Regions from separate parts of the Rattus norvegicus genome. Here region 1 is linked to region 2. The links are chromatin contacts, called in public Hi-C maps. All regions are on one chromosome and are shown on one strand. The core of a region is the stretch at or near the end of the contact, and the rest is flanking DNA. Distances in the headings are between cores, read along the strand shown.

Region 1 (2,700 bases), core at 117-2,616, 38 kb after region 2:
CTGTGAAAACCAGTGTGGAGGTTCCTCAAAATACTAAAACTGCAATTACTGTATGATCCGGCTGGATATATATCCGAGAGGATGAAAGGCAGAAGTCATTGTGTACTTCTTTGCATTGTTCCGTGGCTCTGTCTCATTGGTCAGCCGTGGAATCAGCTCAAGTGTCTATCAACACTTAAACAGTTAAAGAACGCACAGAATGTAAGGTCGTGGAGCACAATTCCGCCGTGCAGAGAAACGAAACTGTGTGATTTGCAGGAGATAGGCAGAGCTGGAAGATCACCATGGTAAGCAGAACACGCAGACCCAGAGACACACAACAGCGTGCGTTCTTTCACACGGAGAATCTAGCTGGTTTGGGGTTTGGTTTTGTTTTTGTTTTTTTTAAGTCATGAAAAAAAGATAGTAAACTATCTAGGGGAGAGGAAGAGACCAAAAAGAAACAGGGTGAGAGAGGAGAGAATTGAGGGTAACTGAGGGGTGGGTATTCTCAAAATAGATAATACACATGTGTGGAAATGTTGACAGGAACAAACAATACTGAGAAAAATATAAAATTGTACTTTCTAACTTTCCTGGGGAAGGCATCATGGTAGGAACTGTGAAAGTGGAGATAAATCCACTCAGAATGGTAGCAACCAATACCCACGAGCCTGCAGTTCCTCGCTGGAGTACAGTGTGGCCGATAAACCAGGTCACGCCACGGACTGATGCTGTGGGAGCCTCAGGACAAGTTTTTACTGTACACAGGGAGTTTGAGGAGCTACCATCTGCAGTCAGCCAATCAGAACAAAGCTATGTTGACTTAGTGAAGCCAAGAGAGCTGGGCTAAGGACAAGCCGGGTGGTGTAGGAACACAGCCCCAGATGTAGGCAGGCCCCAGATGTCAGCCAACCCACCACCATCCTCCTTTCAGCAAACACAACCATGATTCAGCATTGTCCGTATAAATCCTATTGCTTACAGTTTCAAAGTCTCCTTTTTTTTTTTTTTTTTTTTTTTGGTTCTTTTTTTCGGAGCTGGGGACCGAACCCAGGGCCTTGCGCTTCCTAGGTAAGTGCTCTACCACTGAGCTAAATCCCCAGCCCCTCAAAGTCTCCTTTTAATGATGGTTCTTAAATGCTTTAACCTCCTTTCTAGCCCATCATCCACCAGAGGTCGTGGGGAAAAAAGGATGGGGGGTAGTGGACCTGTTTAGAAATGATTCTTTGGAGCAAATCTCATCTGCATTGTCAGGAAATGAGCAGTTCAGTTCACAGGTCGGCAATGGCAGCTCGATCCACTCACAAGCACTTCATGGATACACCAGCAGTCCAGTTCAGTAGAGTTGGACAGCAGCAGCGGTGGCATGACTTAGCAGGAGCAGCCAGGCCTCAGCCAAGTCGGCACGAGGCAGCAGGAGGGATCAGGACCAGCAGGGATATCTGGAGTGCTTTGCCCTGCCTCTCTCAGTGAAGACTCAAGACCAAGCAGCACTGCAGAACTAGCTCTTCCAGCAAGCCCCTCTCAGAATCCGTGGAGTCTTATTTACACTCCCTCCAAACATCACATGTCCTCCATGGGTCTTGCCTCAGCACCTGAGTCTGTCTTAGCAAAACTCCATGTAAATCTGTATCAGCTGACATCACTCTGCCAATTGGCCTGAGTCCTCAGAAGCAGTGGAGGATGAAGGGTTGGGGGTGGAGGTAGCACACCCCCAGAAGTCTTTGGTGCATTTCTTTCTATGGCATCCCAACAAAAGGAGCTCAACTACACAATGTAAGGTGGACCAATGTATACACTGTAGAGGGCCGCAATAACACTCGCCACCACTAGATGGCGCTGGCTTCCACTGCGCCCCACATGGAAGGCCAGGATAGCCTCCGCCATTACAAGATGGCGCTGGCCTCCGCCGCACCAGCCGACTTCCTTTCAGGAAGTTAACTGTGTGCGCATGTGCAAGAGTGCCTTCGTGCCAGGTCTTTGCCCATTCCAGGGCATGCCTTATGAGATCATGGGTAAGCGACCAATCAGGTGTGGATGCGCCGCGCTAGGGTGTATATAGCCGCGCCATGCGGGCGCGCGGGGGCTTCTCCTTAAGATATTAATAAAGTGGGGTTGGGGATTTAGCTCAGTGGTAAAGTGCTTGCCTAGGAAGCGTAAGGCCCTGGGTTCAGTCCCCAGCTCCGAAAAAAAGAACCAAAAAAAAAAAAAAAAAAAAGATATTAATGAAGTTTGGTCGCAGCTAGGATTCCTATGTCCCCGCGTGTTTTCTTGCTGGTGAGGTCGCGCGAGGGACAATACATGTGGTTAGCGAAGAATCCTTCACCACGTGTCCTTTCACGTGCTTGCTTTAGCAGAACGTCCTTTCACCTGTCTGCTTCAGGAAAACACTCCTTCACAGTGTTTGTCACAGCAAAACACCATCCCACACAACTGACTTTTCAAAGAACACTTAAGTCTCCTCTTCAGTGTCCTCTAGAGTCATAGAGCTTATGGAATGAATAAGATAGACAGACAGACAGACGGGCAGACAGACAGACAGACAGACAGACAGACAGACAGAAGGGGCTATAGTCCAACTAATTCAACAATGGCCAGCCATGAACGGGAAATAAATTATCTTGTTCTTATGTTGTCAAGTAATACCTCTACGACACAGATTCTCCAGGTAGGGCTGACATGGCTTAGCAGGCAAGAGCAAAGGACCCAGATTCAGCT
Region 2 (2,700 bases), core at 174-2,673:
ATAATTACCACTTTACTATAGCTCTGTCTTACAGCCTGCAGTATACATTATAGATACAAAATAAAGTGTAGTTTTAAGAACTGATAACCTGACATTGAACTGTTTTAAAATACACTGTAGATATATGAATTTATAAATACTGAAATCCTACAGGGAGAAGACTAAGATGTCCATTACCTTGGCCTGGTGGAATTACAGTACCTACCGGTTTGGGCTGCTATGGTGTTTCCTATTGTTGGGTAACTGGTATTTACAAGCAGAAAGGCAGTTACAACAGTGCCCATCCAACCAAGAATCATCCACCAAGACTTTTCCTGGCCTTTCTTTCCCTTGAACCACACTCTATTTCCACACTTACGGAATTAAGATTTTCCTCTCCGATTTCCGCCTTATAAGTCAAAGAACATGAAATACAGTAGGTGCCATTTTTGCAGCCTGACTATTAATTGTTTATTCTTTGACAGTTCATATATGACTATAACATACTTTGATCACATATAGAGTCTGGCTGGAAGAATTCTCTTCATACCACCACTAAGCAGAGCACCCTATAAATGGTCACCATCACAAAAGCCCAGTAAAGAATGTACACAGACTCATTTTAATAGCCCTAGGGTTTTTCTGAGAGGATCACAAACTTCCAGCAACAAAAACTCAAGATGTATCTGTCTCACAACGTTAACAGGCAGGATTTGGGGAGAGAGAATTCTTGGACTAAGTCAAGACTGGAGAAGCAACGAAATTTCATGAGATGGTCTTGGTTACCTGGTTGATGGAGCTGTTGTTCGTTTTTATTGGTTGGGCTGTCGTTTTTCTTTTTCACTTCTGCATTTATAGAGAGTTTTAGTATTGGGCTAGTTCCCTGGAATTCTTAGTCCCAGCCAAGAGTTAAAAATAATAGTTTTCTCAAACTCTAAGACTGAATATTCTATGGCAAGCCAGGATAAGGAAAATGGGAAAAGAAATGCAAATCCTCCTGGAACTTTTGCTGCAGACTAAACTACCCCACCGCAATACATGGGTGCAAACTAAGCTGCCCCCCAAGTGCTTGGATCTTTGAGCTCAAAGGCAACAGTCACTTCAGCAAAGGGAATCGCAGCTAAAGCTGACTCACTAAGGCAGTTTCTGCTTTGAGATGTAGATTTCCCAAAACAGGCACTAAGAAATACAACTCTAAGTCCATCCCTTCAAGGCCTCCGGGACAATTAAACTCAGCCATCAACCTGGGAGTCTCCCATCTGCAGAGAAGGCAAAACCACAGAAGCCCCCAAAGTCCCCGCAGCTTCGGGTTCCCCTCCAATAGGGCGCGGAGTTGCACGTACCTGGTGCAGCTCATTGGACCGAGAGGCAGTGGCGACCGCGACAACCGCACCCAGCGCAGCTTCGCACCACGCACTTAGCGGATGCAGCGCCGCGGTCAAGCCCGCCGACTGACCGCAGGCAAGCGGGGAGGCAGCTTATCAGAGCCCGATCACGTGAGCTGGTCCCTCGGACCAATCAGAGGCCCGATTCCCCGGCCAACCGCTGCGCAGCTGGGGCACGAGCCCCTGTCCCTGGAACGTGATCACCGCGGGGCTGGATGTGACCAGAGCGTGCTGGAAGGCGGCCGCAGTGTCCGGGAGCCCTGGGCCAGCGGGACCCAGGCGTGTTCCTGGAACCTGGCGTGCAGCACGTAGCTCACGGCTCGCAGCTGGCCTTCTGCAGCTTATGCGAGCCTGGCGGGGTCTTCTATGGAAACGCGTGGGTCTGTGCAGAGTTGAATCTGAGCTCAGAAAGTTGTGGCTCCACCCCTTGTCTGTGAATTTTGAAATGCTTGTGGTGCTCCTTGCGTTGTGTATCCAAGCACCCTTGGCCCAAGCAAAAAAAAAAAAAAAAAAAAAAAAAGTTGGCTGGCTCTTCTTCCTACACAAATAAAGCCTCAGAACCACCCAAATGTTAAGAAAACACATGAGCCGGTGAAACGAAGTGGCCCAGTGTTCTCTTCCCTCTGAAGACAGAGGCAGAGAGCCAGCCTGTACAGCTTAGCAAGACTCTGCATCTAAATAAGCAAACCGACACTATGCTGATCTATTCAGCTTTCTCCTTGGAAGAGAGAACTATAGGCCAACACGAAGTTACTGTCCTTGCTCTTTGTCACCAGACACAGCAGATAGCCCAGATCCCTAGACAGAGTTCTGACTTCCCTAGGCAGAGTTCAAAGTCACAGTTCATCTCACGCTTTCTCTGAGATTTCCTTCTTTTCTTTTGGAGCTTGAAGGGACCATATCTGTTGTACCATTAAAAACTATGAAGTCCGACCGGCTGTGATGGAGCACACCCAGCATTCCGGAGGCAGAGTCTGGCAGATCTCTGTGAGTTCAAAGCCAGCCTGGTCTACAGAGTGAGTTCCAGGGATTACACTGAGAAACCCTGGGGGTGGGGGTGGAGGGGGCTATAAAATTAGTCAAACGCAAATGTCTTCTTCTTTTGCTCTGTTTTTGTTTTGAGATTTTAATATAATTACATCATTTCCCCCTTCCCTTTTCTTCCTCTAAACATTCCTATGTATGTTCCTGGTTCTCTTTCAAATTCATGGCCTCTCTTTTTTTCTAATTGTTAATATATGCGTTATGTGTACAGATTATTTTTACAAGCCCATGGCCTAGCTCTGCTCGGTTACCCAGAAGCCAATCAAAACGTGCAAAAATTTCCTCTGCCATT

What was found. Hi-C and Micro-C count contacts between places; a contact is called where the count stands out from the background.
Region 1: a Hi-C map of liver shows a contact between it and region 2, with 4 times the contacts expected there. The contact joins the enhancer-like site here to the promoter of Ppp1r3c in region 2. A contact is called at or near these places in 4 of 12 Hi-C or Micro-C datasets (kidney, liver and psoas muscle).

The regions. Positions count from the first base shown.
Region 1 is chr1:243,915,580-243,918,279 of GRCr8, forward strand. No RefSeq gene overlaps it. Among named protein-coding and RNA genes, the nearest start is that of Ppp1r3c, 38 kb to the left of the region's middle. Within about 2 kb of position 1,367, at least 4 of the 93 cell types and tissues checked have an H3K27ac peak or open chromatin away from gene starts, as enhancers often do. A contact at or near this core is called in liver, where this site is marked.
Region 2 is chr1:243,877,104-243,879,803 of GRCr8, forward strand. Ppp1r3c (protein phosphatase 1, regulatory subunit 3C) reads right to left here and starts at 1,424. Exons shown (of 2, transcript NM_001012072.1): 1 at 1,323-1,424. The coding sequence starts at 1,336.